Regions from separate parts of the Mus musculus genome. Here all the other regions are linked to region 1. A link is a contact called in public HiChIP or PLAC-seq and promoter capture Hi-C data. All regions are on one chromosome and are shown on one strand. Each heading gives the region's core, a stretch centred on a gene start, on an enhancer-like site or on the middle of the called end of the contact. The rest is flanking DNA. Distances are from core to core; before and after follow the strand shown.

What was found. Promoter capture Hi-C pulls out the DNA fragments that hold promoters and counts their contacts. HiChIP or PLAC-seq counts read pairs in DNA pulled down with a chosen protein or histone mark.
Region 2: a contact with region 1 is called in an H3K4me3 HiChIP or PLAC-seq map of bone marrow-derived macrophages, with 7 times the contacts expected there. The contact joins the enhancer-like site here to the promoter of Dram2 in region 1. A contact is called at or near these places in 11 of 39 promoter capture datasets (the 3T3-L1 cell line, 3T3-L1-derived adipocytes, the C10 cell line and 5 more), 1 of 15 datasets of contacts at CTCF or cohesin (pro-B cells), 4 of 115 datasets of contacts at active chromatin or transcription factors (bone marrow-derived macrophages, large pre-B cells and memory CD8 T cells) and 3 of 9 other capture datasets (adipose tissue, liver and macrophages).
Region 3: a contact with region 1 is called in a promoter capture Hi-C map of neutrophils, with 2.5 times the contacts expected there. The contact joins the enhancer-like site here to the promoter of Dram2 in region 1. A contact is called at or near these places in 5 of 39 promoter capture datasets (the 3T3-L1 cell line, the C10 cell line, neutrophils and 1 more) and 4 of 9 other capture datasets (adipose tissue, bone marrow-derived macrophages, liver and 1 more).

Annotation. Positions count from the first base shown.
Region 1 is chr3:106,545,860-106,550,101 of GRCm38.p6, reverse strand. It overlaps Dram2 (DNA-damage regulated autophagy modulator 2), which reads right to left and starts at 2,304. Exons shown (of 9, transcript NM_026013.3): 1 at 2,182-2,304. Cept1 (choline/ethanolaminephosphotransferase 1) reads left to right here and starts at 2,300. Exons shown (of 9, transcript NM_133869.4): 1 at 2,300-2,422.
Region 2 is chr3:106,871,227-106,875,468 of GRCm38.p6, reverse strand. All of the region lies in intron 2 of Gm35507 (a long non-coding RNA gene), which reads left to right. Among named protein-coding and RNA genes, the nearest start is that of Gm35507, 6.0 kb to the left of the region's middle. Within about 2 kb of position 2,373, at least 38 of the 459 cell types and tissues checked have an H3K27ac peak or open chromatin away from gene starts, as enhancers often do. A contact at or near this core is called in bone marrow-derived macrophages and macrophages, where this site is marked.
Region 3 is chr3:106,807,573-106,811,814 of GRCm38.p6, reverse strand. No RefSeq gene overlaps it. Among named protein-coding and RNA genes, the nearest start is that of Olfr266, 13 kb to the left of the region's middle. Within about 2 kb of position 2,319, at least 29 of the 459 cell types and tissues checked have an H3K27ac peak or open chromatin away from gene starts, as enhancers often do. A contact at or near this core is called in bone marrow-derived macrophages and neutrophils, where this site is marked.

The sequences.
Region 1 (4,242 bases), core at 1,055-3,554:
GTATACATGCCCAGGAATCAGTTTTCTCTTTCCACTACATGTGTCCCAGGAAATGAACTCAGGCCATCAGCATTGCTAGTAAATATCTCACATGCTGAGCCATCTCACATATTTTAAGCCATCTAAAAGAATAGCTGTTTCAGTGAGGTTTATTCAAATACTGAGATAACAGATGTTAGGTTCCTTCCTAAGGTGGTCTTTTCATAAGGTGAGAGAGAAACTGTTCTCAAAATGTCAATTTTCACAACTGCCCAAACCGGTTCCCTTTTCAAATCCTGAAATCTATATACAAAGATGATACATTATCATTTCAAACACATGATTTTAAGCAGCACACAAATACTAGCCAATGAACCAACAGTGTCTGTGGCCTGAACACTAGAATGCAGCACTGTGAGCAAAATGTTTCCTTTAAGGACCTAATGCTTGAGATCTTTTATAATAGTGATCTATCAGCGGTAATTTTTAAAAAAAGTTTTAATTGTAGGAAGTCAATTTTCTTATTGTTTGGCACAGCATTTCCCTAACCCCTGGATGTTATCTTTTTTTAAAAAAATCCATAATTAACACTTTCTAATTATTGAGTTTCAGGCAAATTTCAAATTTCTGGGATGTAGTATTCTATGTGAAATATAAGTATAAAATACTATAACAATTCATAAATTGCAGTCATAACTACCCATACATGGCTGCATATAATTTTTTTGAGGTATTAAATACTTGTATGTGTTTAGGCTTTGAAGATTCTAGCTGTTTAAACTGACTGCTTAGAAGCAAGGCAGGGCTTAAAATATTGTTAAGAGTCTTTCGGAGACAAGTGAGAAACCAAAGTAGACAGGAAGAGTAACATGGAAGACTAACAACTGTCCAGTGCCTTCCCCTCCAAAAAGGAAACGTGAGAGCAGTCTCAGACCAACAGGATTACGAGTGTAATGTTTAACTATTTTATGGGTCAAAGCATTCAAGAACCCTTTTAAAGAGTGTTTGCATAGCAAACAAGAGGCCTTAAGTTCAATTTCCAGAACCAAAAAAGAAAGCTTTAAGATGACTTAAAAATATATAAGAAAACTTCACACAACAGTAAGGATATTTAACAAATTTTTTTGCATCTCTTACCCATCTCCTCTGCTTACTTTGAAGCTCCATGAGTCAGAAATCCAGTTACATTTTTTATTTTCATAAGCATTTAAAAGCCACTGGTAATAAAAAGAACCTTTTTAATGTTGTCTCTTCTAAGTGGTAATAACTAAAGAATAACAAAAGTGTAAACTCTGGATGTTCCAAGTGAATGAACAGGTGGCCCCAGGTTTTTTTCAGAGGCGAATAGAAATATCAGGCCACAAACAAAGCATAACAAGGACTATTTTCCTAAATTCTAATATGGCCTCTTGACAAATGTAACATTTTCCAATGGCTAATCTCAAAGCATCTAGTTTCACTGCCAATAAATTAAAATTTGATAACGCAGCCCCGATAGATTAAAAAAATGTTGCATTCGGTATGTAAATTAAAATTGGGAAAGCTGGAAAACTTATTCCTGTCTCAGTGCTTTACAAAGGAAAGCAGCTGTTAGGATTCCCAGGACTTGTGATTTCCTTTCAACTAGGGACCACTCCCTTTGAAACACAATCATGGGGTGGAGACAGAGCTCTGTGTAAACACAAGGTCACCACTGGTCTCAGTTTTGAACTTCCTCAGCCCCAACCAAGTAGAAATAAGGGCACAGGGATGACAAAGGGTATTAGGGCAAAGGTTTCCTTAGTTGATTCAACAAAAGCAACCCCTTGCACACACACTCCTAAGTCTTGTAGTACAAGAGTTTCACTGTCCCTGGCACCAGAAAAATATAAGGGACACCATGCTTGGCACGACGCATCGCTTGGGATGAAGTGGTGGTAGAGGTACTAAAGAAGAGAAAAAGTAGGACGCGGAGACCTCAGCCTAGTTGTCATCTCCCGTGATTCGTGGGTTCCCGGAGCTGGCTCGCGACTCTAGTCGTGGGTGTCACGAAGTTCACGGAACCAGGTGAAGCTACCGAGGTTCGCGTGGCTCGCGCGCCCGTGGGACCAAGGGGGCTCGCGTTGTGCCCTCGCTCTTGGCTTGCGAACCACACTTCGACACAGCACCCAAGTAGAAAACCTGCCGAGCGCCAGGCCAGGCACTTTTCCCCCTCCCACTCACCTTCTTTCCTGTCCCCGACCAGCCAGCTCCAGCCTCAAAGTGCAGAACAGGCCCACTGTAGGAGCCTGGGCGGAGCCCCGGGGCGCGCTCCCGAGTAGCTCGGAGGCGCGCCTCAACCTTTTCTGAGTCCCCCCTCTTTACGGCAATCGTGAAAGTGTCGTGAACGTGCTGCCGCCTATCAGTCACTCAGTCGCCTGGAGTCGGAGTTGCTATTTCTAGGCTTGTGCTTGTTGGGTTCGGGGTAAGGCTGCGGGGGCCCGGCCTAGGGAAGGGGCGGGGATGTTGCGGACGTGGCGGGGCGGTTTTGTCCCGGGAGGAGCGGAGCGAGGGCCGGAGGCTCTGGGCTAGACAGAACTGGGTAGCTGCGGACGGACTAGCTGAAGGGGAACGCCGTCCTTGCTGGCGCTGGGTGGCCTCGCGCGCGGGGTTGTGGGCACGGCGAGGGGCGACGGCCAGTCCCGAAGGCTCCGGAGTCGGAGGTGGAGGGGCGCCTGCGCGGTATGCGAGCCGTGGTCGTGGGAGGGAGCACCCCAGGCTAACCCCCGGTGAGCCGAGGGCTGGGGCGCTGGCTTCGCGGAACCGACCTTGTCTGGCGGGTCCACACCCTCCTGGCCCGGTGTTGCCAAGTCCAAGAACCGTGCAGCATCCTGTGCGGTCTTTGCTGTCCTTTTGGGAGGCGGTTAGTGATGTTTCCTGGCTCGGGCCACGCTTCTTGTTGGGCAACTTTTCTAGAAATTTCAACCCATATTGACAGGCTCAGAGATTGCCAGCTAGAGTTTTATTTCAGTCGCGTTCTTAGAAGGAGATTGCTGGGGTTTTTGCCTGTGTTCCCAGGAATGCTTGGCTGAACCTCAAGCTTTACATTTTACCGAGTTTGAGTTTTCCAGTTTGATGCTTGGCATTTTGATACCAGTTTTTACCAATGTTGTATCATTGCTGTTGAATATATGGCATTGCTAAAACTCTAACTCACCAGGCAACGTCTATTGCAGCAGGAGGCAAATTCATAGTCAGTTTTCAACGAGTATAGGAACTTTGTAAGTTGTTAGAATATTTCCTTTCTACTTTACAACTGTCAGGAATGTGTTCAGAATGTGTGTTGAATTGACTGGCTCAAACACAAGGAAACTGTATAAGACATTTGGAGCATTACCAATTTAAAACTATTGGCATTCGATGAGATTTGAAGCTTCAAAATCATTTTGCTACATATTTAGCCTATGCTGAGAATAACTGAAGTCCCTGTACAGCTGGTCATAAAGACACAACCCTTCCTTTTAAGAAACGAAGTAGGTAAATCTGACTCTCACATTACCAATTACATTTTATTGCATAGCACTTTCTTTTCTAAACTACATTTTGCTTTCTTCTTCTTCTTCTTCTTCTTCTTCTTCTTCTTCTTCTTCTTCTTCTTCTTTTCTTCTTTTCTTCTTTTTTTTATGGTTGGTTGGGTTTTTTTTCTAGACAAAGTTTCACTATGTATCCTTGGCTGTTCTGGTACTTGCTGTGTAGACCAGATCCGCACCAACTCAGGGATCCCCCTGCTTCTCTCTACCTTCTTAGTGCTGGAATCACAGGTGTGCACCACCACCCAGCTATATTTTGCTCTTTAAACTGGCTAGAAATGCTGGTGGTGCTCATTTTGAGGGCCATGCAGTGCTGTTTTTAAGAGAATATAAAAAAGAATACAGCTCTAGGCTTTTGGTCCCTCCTCCTCTGAAGTTATTTCCCCCTTTAAGGAACACACAATTTCACTTCAGCAAAACACCAGATCTAAGCAGTACTGTCTGCTTCTGAGTACAGAAAAGCCCCCCTGCCCCCAGACAAACATGTTTTATGTATCATTTGTTAAATAATGCTGAACTTATTCCTATGATCCTATTAATTTATTTATTTTTCTTTCTCTTGTTTTTCTTTCTCTTTTCTTCTATGGTCCCTTCCCTAATAGTCTCAGCCATTAGTATTTTACTTTAAGTAATGGCAGAGGTCAGAAAGCTGTATACCACTGAATCCCACTGAAATGCTTGTAAACATACTGTTGAATCAGTGCTGATAAAAACC
Region 2 (4,242 bases), core at 1,124-3,623, 330 kb before region 1:
CTCACATGACAGGCCTAGAAACCTAGAAGCAGTCCTGAGGCAAAGAGTTTCATGGAAACTTAGTCTCCCGGAACCTTGGCATTCCAATAGCACATATACTCAAAACCTGACCCTGAGTTAATCTGGTGTATGGATCCGTGTGCTCTCTTTCAGTATTGCTTTATTATAAGTGCCTTGTTTGTTTGTTTGTTTTTGTTTTGTTTTGTTTTTCGAGACAGAGTTTCTCTGTATAGCCCTGGCTGTCCTGGAACTCACTTTGTAGACCAGGCTGGCCTTGAACTCAGAAATCTGCCTGCCTCTGCCTCCCAAGTGCTGGGATTATAAGTGTCTTTTTTTAAAAAATATTTTTATTATTACGTATTTTCCTCAATTACATTTAGAATGCTATCCCAAAAGTCCCCCATACCCCCCCCCCCCACTTCCCTACCCACCCATTCCCAATTTTTGGCCCTGGCATTCCCCTGTACTGGGGCATATAAAGTTTGCGTGTCCAATGGGCCTCTCTTTCCAGTGATGAGTGTCTTTAAGGATTGATTTTGACATATAGCTAAGCCTCCGCCAGTGTTCCAATGTCCTAGAAAGTCCTTGAGCCGACAGGGAAAAATAAAAAAGGAATTCAGTAAGAATTTTATCTATTCAGCAACATTCAAATTTACCTCTGGTAGAGACTGAAAAAAATCAGGCATTACTATTTACTCGAATAAGAGCTAGAAAGCTCAGGACTAGTCTACATAGTAATTACTTAGAACAATAGCCGAGTCACACCCATATACAGAAATACACAATGGCCTAGAAAATAGGTGGGTTGTGGTAGTATTATTCATGTAAGGGTTCATAGAACAGAATTCCCCTGTTGCAGGTTTTTTACTATGCCCAGAGGAATAGCATAATCAGGTATTTACTAAAGGACCCCTGGTGGTGGGTTTAACAATAGACTAGCACTGCATCAGAGCATTCATCTGGCTCCTGTGTTTAGCTGATCTTAACTGAGGGCTGTTCCTATTCTCAGTTGTAAACACAGCCTGGCTCCCGCTATCTTTTTATGTATGCATTTTCTTTGTTTTGTGTTGATGTACCTTGGCAGATGTATTCCCTTAGCTTTCTTGTTTTTCTTCTGTATTAAAAGTCTGGTGTTTGTTTGGAAAAAATACATTCAGATACACACTCTCTCTGTGTCCATGTCTGTTTGTCACCCCTGCCAACTCCTTGCTCTCCTGTAACTGGAACCTCGGATTTCTTCTGCAGATTTAATGTCTGCAGCATTAGATCACAGCTAAGAGTCAGCACCTGCCCTTTGAATGCATTCCCAAACCTGCACTACTCTGCAGTTACTCAAGAGAGGCAAAGCTAAGAGTTAGGATTGCCTTTTCTATCAGAGCTTTTGAAAATGACAAAAAGACAGGTATATGTCAGAAATCTTGGAAGTCTTCATATCCACAAGGTACTCTGTACAGTAGCTAGAAAAAAAAATAAACGAAATATTCAGTCCAGCTCATGGAATGTTTAGGAGAGAGTAGTGTTTCATAACAGTGACCACTCCCAAATTCTTAAGAATTTATTTACTGATGACTTAGAGAAACTTTCTAAATATTCAAAAATTCTGTACTTATTTTTTTCAAGCATAATGTGGAGTTTAGATATAAATTCAGAAGTGACACCCTAGATATAAAGATGGTTCTTTGTATTGTTCTAATCCTCTGAGATTATTTAGCACACACTTCTCATTGATAGATGGGTAGAAAGATATAGAACCCTTTATAGATTAAGTTTTTGATTTTATATTTCTTCACTATTTTGTCCTTGAGAACTATGACTATCCAACATACCTTAGGAGATGGTCCTTTCAGGTAGAGCTTTTGTTTTCACAGTGTTTTAAATTATAGTACAAATTATCTGAAGTTGGACCAAATGTATTTTGCATTATGCTCTGACTATGTTCCTCATAGATCCCTTAGCAACTGTTTGCTGTTGCAATAACTTTGAGAAGGGACCTTGCAAATCCTGTAAGTGTTGGAAGCATCCTGAGCCTTGTTTAATTCACTTTTAGAGTCTTGGAGTCTTCCCTTTTCCCTCCAAGATAAAGTGTTTCAATTTGGATCAAATATCTATAAACATTTCACACCATTTTCCAGCTCTTGCATTCTCTTTTTCCTACCATTTCATGATTTTCCTGAGCCTTGGAGAGGCTAATATGAATATCTAATTATGGCATCCCACATTATATGGCTGAGATTTGAACAACTATGCCACAGCATAAGTAATTTGTTCTCAGGAGCTGGTCTGGTCCTTGCATTTCCACCTCACTGTAGAAAGGGGAAAGGGTTAGTTTGGTGGTTTGAATATGCTTGGCATATGGGAAGTGGTGTGGAGGTGTGGCCTTGTTGAGGAAGTGTATCATTGTGTAGGTGGGCTTTCAGGGCTCCAAGTGCTCAAGCCTACCCAGTACAAAAGAGACAGTCTTCTGGCTGCCTTCAGATCAAGATGCAGAACTTTCAGCTCCTTCTCCAGCCTCCAGGCTTCTGCCCTGTTTGAGTTACTGTCCTGACTTCATTCAATGATGAACAGCAAAGAGGAAGTGTAAGCTTAATAAACTATTTTCTCCACAATTTGCTTTTTGGTCATGGTATTTCACCACAATGGAAACCCAACAAAGACAAGTAGGATATTGCTGTGACAGATCTGATCATGTTTTGGGGATGATTGGTGAAGGACTTTGAAACTTTAGGCTAGAAAAGCCATTGAGTGTTAAGAGCTCTGTGGGGTTGTAGGCCTATAAATTGAGTCTTATAGAATAAGAAAATATCTTCATTAAACCATATCCAACAAAGAGCTAATATCCAGAAGATATAAAGAACTCAAGAAACTAGACATCAACAAACCATATAACCCAATCAAAAATGGAGTACAGATCTAAACAGAGAATTCTTGACAAAGGAATCTCTGATGGCTGAGAAATGTTTAAAGAAATGTTCAGTGTTCTTAGTCATCATGGAAATATGAATCAAAATAACCCAGATTCTATCTTACAACTGTCAGAATGGATTAGACCAATTCAAGTGACAGGTCATGCTGACTAGGAATGTGGAGTCAGAAAAACTCCTCCATTGCATGAGGAAGTATAACCTTATACAACCACTTTGGAAATATTTTGTCATTTCTCAGAAAACTGAGAATAGATCTAACTCAAGAGACAGCTATATTAGCCTTGGGCATATATCTGAAAGATGTCCTACCATACTGGAAGGACACTTGTAATACTCTGTTCAAAGCAGCTTTATTTATAACAACCAGAAACTGGAAACAACCTAGATATCTCTCAACCAAAGAATTGATAAAGAAGATGTGATACATTTACACCTGCTAATTAAAAACAATGACATCATGAAATTTGCTGGCAAATGAATGGAACTAGAAAAGATTATGTTGAATGAGGTAGCCCAGACCAAGAAAGCCAAACATAGTATGTACTCACTTAAAAACCGATATTAGTCATAATGTGCAGGATAACCATGCTACAAAACACAGACCCAAAGAAGCTAAGTAAGAAGGTGGGTCCAAGCCAGGACTCTCTAATCTCACTGAGAAGTGGAAATAGATTAGACATTGGCAATGGGTGGAAGAAGGGGACTGGCTGGAGAAGAGGGTGAGGATGGGAATAGGAGGGATGAGGTGGAGTGAGGGTGGAGAGAGTTGTAGAAGACAACTGGAATGAGGCGGGAACATCTCCTGAATGAGCTAGAAACCCAGTACTATGGGAAATCTCAGGAATCTATGAGTGTGAACCATAGCTAAGACTCCTAGCAATGGGGAATATGGAGCTTGAACCAGTCATCACCTATAATGAGGCAAGACTTCTAATAGAGGGATTGAGTTCTGGGGGTACTGGTTAGTTCATATTGTTGTTCCACCTATAGGGTTGTAGACCCCTTCAGCTCTTGGGTACTTCCTCTAGCTCCTACATTGGGGGCCCTGTGTTCCATCCTATAGATGACTGTGAGCATCTACTTTTGTATTTGCCAGGCACTGCTATATCAGGGTCCTTTCAGCAAAATCTTGCTGGAGTATGCAATAGTGTCTGCATTTGGTGGCTGATTATGGGATGGACCCCCCGGTGGGGCAGTCTTTGGATGGTCCATCCTTTCGTCTTAGCTCTAAACTTTGTCTCTGCAACTCCTTCCATAGATATTTTATTCCCTATTCTAAGGAGGAATGAGACACCAACCCAGTCATAAAATCTTAGAC
Region 3 (4,242 bases), core at 1,070-3,569, 260 kb before region 1:
ATTAATTTCTAAAATGTCTTTAATTTCTTTCTTTATTTCTTCCTTGACCATGTTATCATTGAGTAAATTGCTGTTCAACTTTCACGTGTATGTGGGCTTTCTATTATTAATATTTTTATTGAAAATCAGCCTTAGTCTGTGGTGATCTGATAGGATGCATGGGATTATTTCAATCTTCTTGTATCTGTTGAGGCCTGTTTTGTGACTGATTCTATGGTCAATTTTGGAGAAGGTACCATGAGGTGCTGAGAATGAAATTATTTAGAATGAAATGTTCTATAGATATCTGTTAAATCCATTTGGTCCATAATTTCTCTTAGTTTCACTGTGTCTCTGTTTAGTTTCTGTTTCCATGATCTGAGCATTGCTGAGAGTGGGGTGTTGAAGTCTCCCACTGTTATTGTGTGATGTGCAATGTGCGCTTTGAGCTTTAGTAAAGTTTCTTTTATGAATGTGACTGCCATTGCCTTTGGAACATAGATGTTCAGAATTGAGAGTTCTTCCTGGTAGATTTTTCCTTTGATGAGTATAAAGTGTCCTTCCTTATCTTTTATGATAAGTTTTTGTTGAAAGTCCATTTTATTTGATATTAGAATGGCTACTCAATCATGCTTCTTAGGACCATTTGCTTGGAAAAAATTTTTCCTGCCCTTTACTCTGAGGTAGTGTCTGTCTTTGACACTGAGGTGTGATTACTGTATGTAGCAAAATGCTGGGTTCTGTTTACATATCCAGCCTGCTAGTCTATGTCTTTTTATTGGGGAATTGAGTCCATTGATGTTAAAAGATATTAAGAAATAGTGATTGTTACTTCCGAGACTGTGGCTAGTCCCTCCTGCAACCCTCTGTGTCTGTACTCCTGGGAGACCAGTTCTCTCTATGAGGAGTATGGGTATGGAGAGCTGTGGCATAGGGTCAGCTGTGGCATAGGGTCAGCTGTGGGTTGTAGACAGAAACCAGAAGGATCCTGTCTTTGGCTGTTCCTTGGTTCCTGTGTCCTGAGGGCTCTGGGCAGGTCCCTCTTGGGCCAGGAATTTGAACAGAAGTGGTAGTCTTACCTGTTCTCACAGGTGTGTCAGCATTTTTTGGAGACTAGTTCTCTTTGGGAGGAGTTTGGTTATGGAGATCTGTGGCACAGCATTAGCTCCAGGTACAGAGAGAAATCAGAAGGATCCTGTTCCAGGTTGCTCCTCAGTTCCTATTTCCTGAGGGCTCCAGACTGGTCCCTCTGAGCAGTAGTGGTGATCTTACTTCTGCTCATAGGTGTGTCAACATTCCTGGGAGACTAGCTTTTTCCTGGAGGTATTTGGGTATGGAGAGCTGTGGTACAGGATCAGTTCTGGACACAGACAGAAACTGGGCCCATGTTGCTTTAAATAACAGGGTTTTATAACTTTTATGACTGACTGCTATTTTATTTGAAGAATGCCATGTTGTTGTTGTTGTTTTTAAATAGATTCATCTGCTCATAAGCATTTCACTGGAAAGACAACTTCTTCAATAAATGATGTTGGGAAATTTGGGTATTTATAAGCAAAGAAGCAAAACCAGACATTTTTCACTCTATTAAGAGACAACTCAATTAGATCAAAGACTTTGATGCAAGAAAGTTGTGAAACCACTAGAAGAAAATCCTGGAGAAAGATTTCAAGACATTAGTATAGGCAGTGATTATTTTAGATAAGAGCCAAAAAGCACAGTGTACGAAAGCAAAAACAGGAAAAAAAAAAAAAGAATTATATCAAAATAAGAACTTTTGAAGAGCAAAGGAAACAATTAAGAGAATAGCTTTACATAATCCAGTTTTACTATGTCAAATACAAAATAAAAAAAAATACTAAAAACAAAGCTGGGCATAGTGGCACATTGTATATCTCCAGAGTTCTGAAGGCACAGGTAATATGATTGCCACACGTTTAAAGCCAATCCAGGGTAAACAGAAAGCTCTGTGCTACCTAGGACCACACAGCCAGAGCTTGTCTCAAAAAAAAAAAAATAAATAAATAAATAAAACAAAACAAAATAAACAAAACCAAAAATCAAGTTAAAACTTAAACAAAACAGAGCAAAAACTTAAAATATTTGAAAAATGGGCAATCTGAAAAGCTATTTGGCAATTGAAGACATACAAGTGGAAAAGTATATAAAACAATGTTCAAAGTCACAAATCAAGGAAACAGACGTTAGTACCATGGTTTGGTCTCATTTTACTGTAGCCAGAATGATTAAATTTAGAAAAGCCATTTTTTAAAAGAGGATGCAGACAAAGGGGAACTCATCAGCTGTTGCTGAAGAATGTAAATGAGCACAGTCACTATGTAAAATATACAATGTGGAAGTTCCTTAAAGAACTGAAAACAGAAGTACCATATATTTGAGGTAACCATCTCATTTCTGGGTATATATCTAAAGGGGATAAAGTCTTTCCATCTAAGAGACACTTGTGCACAAGTGTTTATCGTAGCATTATTCATAATAGCAAAGGCAATTAAGATTGTAGTCTTGTAAGCTTCTAGAAGTCTATATCAAGTTCATTCTCAAAATGACAGTAAAAATTAGCAAAAGTCTGTCATAAAGTGACCACAAATGAAACCTATGCTCTTTATAGACATTCTTTCTCATGACAAGAAACAGGATGCTGCCTGATGCTCTGTATGTTTGTGACTATATTTCCAGAGCTGTGTAGTCTGTTGCTGATGGATGAACTGAGGTTTCAATGTATAGTCAAGGTTGCTGTAAGGTCAGGACAGGGTTCAGGAAGAATATATCATAGCTATGGCTACCATCACAGGATTAGTTGTTTATTTGACAGTCTTATCTCTCTTCTTTTTTTGACATTAGGCAACACAGCATGGAAATCTGGGTTATATTGTCATCAGGTTTGATACCTCTTAACTATTCTCATGTATATGAGTCACAAGAAGATGGAAGCTTAATAAGAGAGAGTCACATTATCCTGTTCAAATACAAACAGTCTATAGGGCAAAGGGACCACTTCTTGTACATTCTGAGATCTGTCTGTCTTGCTAAGGAATAAGAATGCAAGATTATGATAGCCACTGGCTTTCCAAATAGCTGAGATCAATGACCAGTCTCTTACTGTTTTATTCATAGGCCCTAAACGTGAAATAAATCAGGAAGATTGGGTAGGTGTTATCTAAGAACTATATTGAGAATAATAAGTAACATTTTATCATACTTACAATTGAAAAAAAAACCTATACTCCTTACTTGGCTCAGAAACAGTTATTCCCATGGTACATAAGATGCTAAATGACATGTTAGATAGTTTTATGTCAACTTGGCACACCTAAATTCATCAGAGTAGAGGGAACCTCAACTAGGAAAATGACTCCATATAATTTGTAAGCCCAAAAGACATTTTCATAATTAGTGAGGGCCCAACCCATTGTAAGTAGTATCATCCCTGGAACTGTGGTCCTGGGTTCCACAAGAAAGAAAATGGAGCAAGTCATGTGCAGTAAACTAGGATGCAGTACTGTCCTCTGCATCAGCTTCTGCCGTCAGCCTCCTGCCCTGGGTGAATTACTGAACTTAATGATTTTGTTTTTTTGTTTTTTTGCTATTAGATATTTTCTTTATTTACATTTCAAAAGCTATCCCGAAAGTTCCCTATACCCTCCCTGCACCCTGCTCTGCTACCAACCTACTACCACTTCTTGGCCCTGGTGTTACCCTGTATGGGGCATAGAAAGTTTGCAAGACCAAGGGGCCTCTCTTCCCAATGATGGCCAACTAGGTCATCTTCTGCTACATATGCAGCTAGAGACATGAGCTCTGGGAGTACTGGTTAGTTCATATTGTTGTTCCACCTATAGGGTTGCAGACCCCTTCAGCTCCTTGGGTACTTTCTATAGCACCTCCATTGGGGGGGGCCTGTGTTGCATCCTATAGATGACGGTGAGCATCCACTTCTGTATTTGCCAGGCACTGGTCAAGCCTCACGTGAGACAGCAAAATCAGGGTCCTTTCAGCAAAATCTTGCTGACATATGCAATAGTGTCTGCGTTTGGTGGCTGATTATGGGATGGACCCCCAGGTGGGGCAGTCTCTGGATGGCCCATCCTTTTGACTTAGTTCCAAACTTTGTCTCTGTAACTCCTTCCATGGGTATTTTGTTCCCTATTCTAAGGAGGAATGATGTACCCACACGTTGGTCTTCCTTCTTCTTGATTTTCTTGTGTTTTGCAAATTGTATCTTGGATATTCTAAGTTTCTGAG